Linked DNA regions of Mus musculus: region 2 is linked to region 1. The links are chromatin contacts, called in public HiCAR-type maps. All regions are on one chromosome and are shown on one strand. Each heading gives the region's core, a stretch centred on a gene start, on an enhancer-like site or on the middle of the called end of the contact. The rest is flanking DNA. Distances are from core to core; before and after follow the strand shown.

The links. HiCAR-type assays count read pairs that join an accessible place to other places.
Region 2: a HiCAR-type map of PVALB interneurons shows a contact between it and region 1, with 4 times the contacts expected there. The contact joins two enhancer-like sites. A contact is called at or near these places in 1 of 15 datasets of contacts at CTCF or cohesin (CD8 T cells), 2 of 484 Hi-C or Micro-C datasets (nephron progenitors and uterus) and 4 of 115 datasets of contacts at active chromatin or transcription factors (CD8 T cells, PVALB interneurons and embryonic stem cells).

What each region holds. Positions count from the first base shown.
Region 1 is chr13:51,478,477-51,483,396 of GRCm38.p6, reverse strand. Shc3 (src homology 2 domain-containing transforming protein C3) reads left to right here. Exons shown (of 12, transcript NM_009167.5): 3 at 452-515; 4 at 3,179-3,298. Among named protein-coding and RNA genes, the nearest start is that of Gm32834, 62 kb to the right of the region's middle. Within about 2 kb of position 2,631, at least 13 of the 459 cell types and tissues checked have an H3K27ac peak or open chromatin away from gene starts, as enhancers often do. A contact at or near this core is called in PVALB interneurons, where this site is marked.
Region 2 is chr13:51,614,952-51,619,871 of GRCm38.p6, reverse strand. No RefSeq gene overlaps it. Among named protein-coding and RNA genes, the nearest start is that of Gm52049, 22 kb to the left of the region's middle. Within about 2 kb of position 1,916, at least 60 of the 459 cell types and tissues checked have an H3K27ac peak or open chromatin away from gene starts, as enhancers often do. A contact at or near this core is called in PVALB interneurons, where this site is marked.

The sequences.
Region 1 (4,920 bases), core at 1,382-3,881:
AATCATGTTTCCTCTGGTGACATTTGAACTTACTTCGGAAGGGACCTCTATGAGCTGTGGTGGCTGGATAGGTTAGGTCCTGGTAATCTGTCCAAGATAGGATGTTGCTAAAGACGTGATTGACAGAGTAAAAGAAAATGTTGGGGAGAGTTCATATCAGGTGCTGATTTTTAAAAACGAAATGTTAGTTAAGTTCAGAAAAGGGGAAAACAAAATGCGGCATTGATCATCATATGACCACACTAGGGAAGAGAGAGAATGTGGCGAAAGTTTTAAGATGCCCTGCCTGTGCTTGGTTTAATTCTGCTTGTCGGAGAGACACACTTGGAGGGCCAATTTTCTATGCTAAAATAAGCAGGCAGTTATTGCCCCTGGACCTCTGAGTGCGGACTCTCCGAGTTACATAACTCTGATTGGCATGTAATAAAAGTGAATTTCTCCCTGCCCTTAGGGAAGCCATCAGCCGTGTCTGCGAAGCTGTGCCAGGTGCCAAAGGAGCCCTCAAGAAGAGAAAGGTACGGTCACCCTCACTGTCACGTCTGTGACCTCCTGCGTGTGTCTCAGGGCCATCCTCCGTGTCTCCACCCACATAACTGTCCACTGTGTTCTTACATGACCTGGGGCATTTTTGTCATTCCTTAAGGTAAACCACCCAACGAAAGCTAAGACACTGTCTCTCTGTGTGTCTCTCTCAAGGTTGTAGATACCCACAGTGGCTTAAACCCTGGAGACAATGATAACAATGAACACCTGGCTAAGCATCCCCGAATCCCATTACATACATGAGTTCATGTACCCCTAACCACTCATGGGCCTGCCACCTAAGTGGTAAATGCTAGCAAATGTTTAACAACTGGATCCTGGAGTTGTGAGAGGGAGGCAGGACACTGAGTTCGTAACAATGCCAACTACTATAGTGTAAATATTTTCCCGTGGCTGACTCAAGCTTTCAATGCAAGGTCCCTGGAAAGACCCATATAGCTATTACTGTGTTGTATTTTGCCCAAGCACAGCAGATGGGGCCCGAAGAGCACAGGTTTACACAGCGTGAAACCAGGTAGCCAGTATTTGCTGTTTTAGATGCCATTTAATGCAGTTGTGACTTTGTATAAACTAACTTTCAATAATAGTTGTGCTTAGTGGTCAGCTCATAGCATTTCTAAAGATGGGACGCTTAGCTTTCCTGAGCCGGCTCAGCTGCGTCACTGGAAGTCCCCATGCTGTAGATGATGGAACTTGAGGCTCTGGGCTGAGAAGCCACGACGTGGATAGGAGCTGGGGCTACGGTCAAGCCAGATCACCTGCTCCAGAGGCAGATGTTCAGCTATACTTCTAGAATGTTCCATCCTGAATATGGCTGGATTAGGAGGGGAAAATATCTGGGGGTTGGGGAGAAAACTCAGCTGGTAAAGCGCTTGTTGCATAATGTGAGTTTGGATCCCCAGTTATCCATGTGAAATGCCTGACTTGGCAGCACATGCCTGCAGTCCCTGTGCTAGAGAAACAGAGGCAGGCTGGTCCTGGGGCTCACTGGTCAGTCAGGGTTGCAGAATTGGTATACTTCAGGTTCCATGACTCTGTCTCCAAGTATGAGGTAGAGAGTTTTAGAGGAAGACACCTAATGACCTTTAGTCTCACGTGCTTGCACACATCTGCACCTGTACTCTCTCTCTTACACACACACACACACACACACACACACACACACACACTCACTCACTCTATCTCTATCTCTCTCTCTATCTCTCTCTCTATCTCTATCTCTCTCTATCTCTATCTATATATATCACTACAAAAAAGAAGAAGAAAACATTGAATTAAGCTGTCTCTCTCATTAAGTATCTAAGAAAGAAATAGTTCAGCAGCCACAATCATAACTTTTACCCACCTAGAAGGGATTTGTGGGGAAGCCTACCACATAGAGCCTTATATCTGCCCCAGTCTGAGCTTTCAGATTCCAGATAGCTTTGTCTCCAAGTCACTTCTGTCTTTAGAACTGGGAACATTCATGAACCTATAGGGCAACTGGGCCTAGGGCACAGAACTTGGCAGCTGATGTTATGTGATGGTCAGTCCCTGGGAACCAAGCAAAGCTCTAGAATCTTGAATACAGAAAGCAAGGTGCCCCCCTGGAAACAGCAAGGAAGACCACCATCTCTAAGAGGAAGTGTTCCTAACAAGTCTTGTGGTTCCCTTGCATTTCTCTTGGTGGGAAGAGATGGAGGTAAAGGCTGCTTTCCAGACTGTACCCCAGATGCACTTGACCCGACTCTTGCACAGGGGAGATGAGTTCTCTAAAAGGCTCTTTTGAAGCATCAAGTAAAAAGAAAAAGAAGAAAATAAATTGGCAGGGATACTAAAGGAAATAGCATCTATCTGGGAGCAAAGAGCTGAGGTTTGGGTCGGCCAAACCATGGCAACCCGGAGGTAAGTTCAGCAGGATGTATTCTTTTGAAGTAGAAGCTTTCCATTAAACTTTGTCTTTTGAGACAGGTCATTGGCTGGGCAGGCACCCTAAACTGCAAATCCATTCTGATTGGTTCATTAACTAGGCTACTCCCCACTGAGTGGTTGGTATACCAGGCCAGCGGGTCTGCGTCTGGCCTCTTATCTGAGTCACAGGAACATCCTGTGGTCTGAGCTTCTGCAGAGGGATGCGACCTTCTGTTTCCCAGCTCCACTTTAGACAGCCTCAGCTGCTGCACTGTTTCTCCTACTGGATTAAAGAACTGTGCGTCTGATTAGGAACTCTTTGGCATAGTGATCAGAGGACGTTCTAGCCAAACGGAAAGCGTGGGTTGGCCCTGGAGGACACAGGAAAGGCTTTAGCATGTGCCTAGGGATCCAGGAGAAGGTGACTGGCTGGACACTGGAGCTCTCTGATACTCCCATAAGGACTTTCTGACATGTGATGGAGACACCAAGCCTGCCTGCGTGGTTTCTGGAGGTTTACATCAAAGGGATCTGTGAGACGCCAGCATTATAGTCAAGGCAGCCAGGAAGACAAGGAGTTCTCCCCCAGAGTTTACATCTTAGATCTTTTACAGTTTTATAACTCATATTCCTGAATGTGCATAGACTGAGAGTCTGGGGCTGGGGTATACTGGCATCTCAGCCTTTGCCCTTTCAGACACAGAGTCTGCATCAAAAGCTAATCTCTCCCCCTTGGATTTCACAGCCGCCGAGTAAGATGCTGTCCAGCATCCTGGGGAAGAGCAACCTCCAGTTCGCAGGGATGAGCATCTCCCTGACCATCTCCACCGCCAGCCTGAATCTGCGCACTCCTGACTCCAAACAGGTGTGTGGCTGCCCAAGGTAGACATCCCAGGGCCTTCCGGCTCAGAGCTGACTGAGTAGCCCATGCGGAACCTGCTTGGCCGAACCTTGAACTTGAGCCAACTTGACAGTGTGCCCACTGATGAATGAGTGGTTCTCTGGAATTCTGCTCTAAATGGTGGCTGTTGGTGTGCTTGTAACCAAGAAACGGTGATGTGGTTGCAAACGTCCTGGCATCTGCCCTTGTTTTATAGCCATGCGTTATTGGTTTTATGGGCCACATTTTAATCTTATCCTGCTTGAGGTAGACAGCATGCTGTGGTTTAATAGGCAGGAGTTTTCTTCCTCTTAGCATCTTAGGTTGGAGTCTCTTATAGTCCCTCCTGTCTCAGGGTTGATGGGCTGGCATACTTGCAGTGTAGACAGGTGGAGACCCAGGCTACACAACCACACTTATAAAGGCAAATTTCAGGTAGGGTGGCTGTGTTTCTGTGTGATATCTATCTATCTATCTATCTATCTATCTATCTATCTATCTATCTATCTATCTATCTATCTATCTATCTATCTATTTCTGTGTGATGACTGTGTTTTAGGCCTATCTATATATCTTCTATCTATCTATCTATCTATCTATCTATCTATCTATCTATCTATCTATCTATCTATCTATCTATCTATTTCTGTGTGATGACTGTGTTTTAGGCCTATCTATATATCTTCTATCTATCTATCTATCTATCTATCTATCTATCTATCTATCTATCTATCTATCTATCTATTTCTGTGTGATGACTGTGTTTTAGGCCTATCTATATATCTACCACCTATCTCTCTCTCTATCTCTATCTATCTATCTATCTATCTATCTATCTATCTATCTATCTATCTATCTATCTATCTATTTCTGTGTGATGACTGTGTTTTAGGCCTCTCTATATATCTACCATCTATCTATCTATCTATCTATCTATCTATCTATCTACCTACCTACCTACCTACCTACCTACCTATCTACCTACCTACCTACCTACCAAAAAAAACCCAAGATGTAGAGACCAATTAGATCTAATGTAGAACCGAATCGGGGCTCTTTTGAGACATAACTGACCACATCTCCTCATGCTACCTCTTTGTCTTCCAGAGTGCCACAGATTACCCTTTTCTATCAGTTTTCTAAGGGTTGGACTAACCAGTTCTCGAGGCTGTGGATTTGAGATATCTAGTCAGCCTAGCCTTGCACTGGCTGTCTTAAGTTGAACCCCAGCTGTTCATGGAGGCTGGCCCACAAGGCTCTAGGTAGCCATGCAAACTGGAACCTGGCCTCTGTGACACAAGGGCCATTCATTTCCAGGGGTCCCTAGGCTATAACTCTCCACCCTTCTTGCTCATTCTCCACTTAATGAAAGAACAAGCCCAGTAAGGATAATGCTAAGACAGCCAGTTCCGAGGCCCTGTTCTACCTTGGATGGTCTAGGTAGGGTCTACTTAGGTGTCTACGTCTCACCCCTGTCATGTGTTAGGTGTGTCTAAATGTAGCTTTTCCACACCCAGGGGGTGTGAGTTAGGGGATACAGGAACAGTTCACAGCATATGGCTGTGTCTTTCCCGTATCCTGAGTTCAGGTCCCCAGTGCAGCAAATA
Region 2 (4,920 bases), core at 667-3,166, 140 kb before region 1:
AGTCTGATGTACTCTTCTAGTGTGTGTCTGAAGACAACTACAGTGTACTCATATAAATAAAAATAAATAAATCTTAAAAAAATAGAATAATAGGAATAGAGGAAGAAGCAAGAAGAAGAAACCCAGGTCAAAGACATAGAAAATATTTTCAACAAAATTGTAGAAAAAACTTGGTCCCTAACCAAAAGAAGGAGATGCCGATAAACGTACACAAATCTTACAGAATACCAAATAGACTGAACCAGAAGATTCACTTGTCTCTCCCCAGTGCGAGGATTAAAGGCATAATCCTTCGAAATAGTGTGTTGCAAATACAAATGTATGTGCCAAAGCGGGTCTGTTCTGTGAGTTCTGGTTTTGTTTTTTTCCTCCCAGACAAAGAATGCTATACAAATTTAAGTCCCTTCTTCAAAGTCATTCCAGAAGGCAATGCCAGGTAATACATGAAAGTTAATGGTAGCTGGGGCAATGGTGGTGCACGCCTTTAATCCCAGCACTTGGGTGGCAGAGGCAGGTGGATTTCTGAGTTCGAGGCCAGCCTGGTCTACAAAGTGAGTTCCAGGACAGCCAGGGCTAAATAAAGAAACCCTGCCTGTGCTCTTAACTCAGGAACTCTGTGTGAGGTCCTGCTCTGCCGGGACTGGATAACTTTCCTGCAGGATGAGAGAGGCTGGCTTCCCTTCACTCTGCTTGACATAATGGTCAGGTGGGTGGGGGATACTGGTTTAGAACAGCTGCATGGTGTGTTAGATAGCTCACTTTTCTTGCTGCTGTAACAAAATGCCTGAACCAAGCAGCTTAAGGAAGGAAGGATTTGTTTTGGTTCACAAGAGAATAGTGGGGAAGTGGTAGGAGCTAGAAGTGGCTGAGAGAGAGAGAGAGAGAGAGAGAGAGAGAGAGAGAGAGAGAGAGAGAGAGAGAGAGAGAGAGAGAGAGAGGAGAGGAGAGGAGGGGGGAGGAAGAGGGGAGGGAGGAGGAGGGGAGGGGAGGGGAGGTAGAAGGTGAGGGGGGGAGCGAGAGGGAGCGCTAGCTCAACCTATCCGGTAGCAGCTGCCACGTTCCATACTGAGCCTTCCCACCTCGGTTAACCCAGTCTGGAAACCCCCCCCCCCCGCCCCCATATGCCCCAAGGCTTTTTTCCTTAGTGATTCTAGATCTTGTCAACCTGACAAGGTTAACCTCCTGCGGAAGCAGAGGCTCTACTGCAATGTAGTCTTTGAACTGTCACCTGGAACTATACGGCAAGGAGCTTCAGGGAAGGAAGAACGCAGCTAGCTTGCCAGGACCGGGGTGCCTGGGGGGGGGGGGGGGTTCTGACACAATAAGAAACTGTCTATCATGTGTGTGAAATGGAATGGAGACTTCAGGTCATTTGACTTAATATGCAGAGCCGAGGGGCTTTTGTTCCTCTGTGGTACCACTGTGCACATGAAGGACACAGATGACCTCGGGTCAGGCTGTTTCCTTTGACATGGCCACAGCAAACTATAGAAAATCTAGTCTTAAAAAACGAAATTTTGCAAGAAAAAGCTTATACCAATGGATATTTACAATCCTTGGTAATGCTATTCAAACCATGTTCCTTGGATCCTTTGAATAAAACCTAGGCAGTCAGGTGATATTTAACAATAAAAACATCAACACTATTCTAAAGCCTTATATAAAAAGTGTTTGGGATGAAATAATTGATCTTTAGCCACGCATCTCCTGCAATCCTGAAAACAGCCACAAGGGGGCGTATTGCTCCTAGTGTTTACCAGCAGCCCACTTTTAGAACTAGGATGACCCCGCTTTCCCTCCCTCCTCCTTCCTCTCCCCCCCTTCTCTCTCCCCTCTCCCTTCCCTCCTTCTTCTGAAACATGGACTAACCCCCAGTGTTAGTATTCCTTCTCTGCGTCAGATTCCAGCCTACCAAGTGTATAGCCATAGGCTCACAAGATTCCTATGGGGCGGAGCCAGCTCCAGTATCACTGGCTAAAGGACGCTAGGGTGGCAGAAAATAACCAGATTCTGCAGGACAGGAAGCAGAAGACATGGCAGGTTATCCTGCATATTGGCTTGTCTAACAGCTTTTAAGGTGGCAAAATAAACAAAACAACCCCAAAAGACTCCCCCAAACCATAAAGCCCAAAGATCCAAAACAAACCAACCAACCAACAAACCACTCAACCATAGCCAACAGGCAGAAAAACAGAAAAATAAGAAGGTACGTTTGTCACAATACTATGTATTTAAGATACCAGGAAATTGTGTGTTCTTCCTAGGAAAAAGGGCTCTTCAAACACTGAATTATGCACATTTAATATCAATATCTAACAAAGTTTACAATAGTTTTGGCTTGTTGGCACATTATAATTGGATGTGTTCCAGAATTTCAGTGGCTCAGTAAGACTGTAATCCATAGAGCTTCAGCTAACAGAATGTCTGTTCACTTAGATGTGTGTGTGTGTGTGTGTGTGTGTGTGTGTGTGTGTGTGTGTGGTGTGGTGTGGTGTGTGTGTGTTATTTTAGGATAAGTATAAAGTCTTTAGTTTCCTGGGTAAACAGAAAGGGAATTGTTTTTTTGTTTTGGTTTTTTTTTTTGTTTTTTTGTTTTTGTTTTTTTTTTTTTTTGTGGGTGTTTTTGCTTTATTGTGTTTGAGATGCAGTCTCATTCTAACCCAACCTAGCTCGTAACTGTTAGTGTGGCCCAGGTTGGTCTTGAACTCATGATCCTCCTGCCTTAGTGGCCAAAGTGCTGGGCTTGCAGGCACTGACCTCCACTCCCCACTAAGAAAAATCTACCTGTCTGATGTCTTAACAACTGGATCCTGTAAATTATGCATGTGTGTATGCATTATGTTCTTAAAGCAATAAGAACCAAAGAAGAATATTAAGACACCAATAAAAAGTAGCCATTCATCTCGTGACTCACAAACCAACACACGGAGAGACACTGCCAACATAGGCACAGCAGGAGACTGCAGCCCTCAGCATCCCACAGGCACACTGAGTTTGGCAACCGCCCATGCATACGGATGCCTTTGTGGGAGGCCCGGGGAGCTCAGCAGAGAGGCTTCAATACCTCATTAGAGGAAGGGGGTGAGGGTTGGGAGGAACAAGCCTGTCAAGGAGAGTAGATGAGGCAGGTTCACTGTCTCATAGGCCGGTCCCCATCTGCAGAACTCAGTGACAAGAGCATCCTCCTGCGGTGACTTCTCTAAGGAGGGAAAACAAGAACACAACGAATGCCTGGTTTCCTGGTCACGTGGGAGCCCAACAGGCGTGGTTCTGTTTTGGTCTACTCAAACCCTTTGCCTCTTCCTGAGTAAATAGCCTGGGGCTAGGCAGGAAAGGGGGTGGGGTGGGGGAGAAGGGGCGGGGTTCATAATGACAGGGTCTCGAATCCAACAAAGAATGATTGGTCATCCAGATACCTTGGAAGCTCTGAGAGGTCAGTCACATCCCTCCACCACTGCAGTTGCTCCTGCTAGAAGTCTAGATGGGTCTCGGGGAATTCTGTATACATCCCAATAGCTAGTGGTCTCCCATAAACTAACGCTGATAGTCAACTTGGTGGCATATAGGGTCACATAGATTACCTCCTGGGCGTGCTTATGAGGGACTTTGTTAAGTTAGCCTCTGGGTGTGTCTTATCTAGATTGGGCTAGTTGAGGTAAGAAGACCCACCCCAAGTGAGTGTGACATCATCTCGTGGGCTAGGATTCTAGACTTAAAAAAGAGAGAGTGAGGAGGGCACTGGCGTTCATCTGTTTCCTGACTGTGGCTGCCCTGCGACCAGCTGTCTTGCACCCCCTCTAGGATCTCCACAGTATGATGGACCAGCCGGTGAGCAGAATAAACTCCTCCTTCCATTGCTTTTGTTAGTCATTGCATCACGGAAGTGAGCGAAGAGTTGTCCAACACAGTGTGCATAAGCCTTTGTTTGTTGCCCCAAGCACATGCAGGCGACCAGCTGGACTTTGCCGAGCTGGGAGCAGGCTACTAACCTTGAACACTCAGGGCACCGTCCCAGGGAAAGGGAACAACTCAGAGCTTGGCTTAGCTTTACGAGATTCAGATGAGGTTTATATTTCCAAGGCATTTCCCAACTGTGAGCCAAAGGGATAAAGTCACAGAAAAGACCAGAGGGACTCCCAGAATCCCTAGCTCGGGTGAGTAGTGGATGCCTGTCTCTTTCAAAGCCATTCAGTAATGACTGGACACGCCTGCTTTTCCAGATGTGTCGGTAGCAACACAAGGCTTCAAGAACACGGAAAATCAGAAATGTCAGTGAGCTGTAAGGGAACACACAGAGGTCATTGTGAGACCACTCTCCATGGATGGAATGAGAAGTTCTGCAGAGGTGGAAACCTAAAAACAAAAAAGAAAACCAAAAATCCTAGAAGTTTTGGAACTGAGGAATGCATGGAGTAAGCTTAGAAGCATGATAGAGGTACAACAGCAGGCTTGACTAAGCAGGAAAACGATTCTGTAATCTTGAAAAGGGCCACTTGAAGTTTTCCCTTTAGTCAGAGAAAAGAAAATTCAGAATAAAAACAAGTGAAGGGAGCTTATAGATTTCTGAGACTTCCCAGTGTGGGCCGGCATGGACATTCTGGGAGTTCCACAAGGAAAAGAGAAAGATCGATCAGAAGAAAACTTGCTTGAAGAAATAATAGCTTCCAAATGATAAATCCCCAACTATTGAGAAAGATGTGGACACCAAAGCTCGTGAATTCAAAGCTTTTAAAATAAGATTACACTAAGATATATAGTGGTCAATTTATTAAAAGTCAGACAGAATTTAGAAATTACCAAGAGAAAAGATTCCTGCCACCTGCATCAGGACCCTCACAAGGCTATCAGCAGATTTCTCTGCAGAAGTCCTATAAGGGGAAGAGTGGAATACTGTGAAATCAATGACACACACATACACAC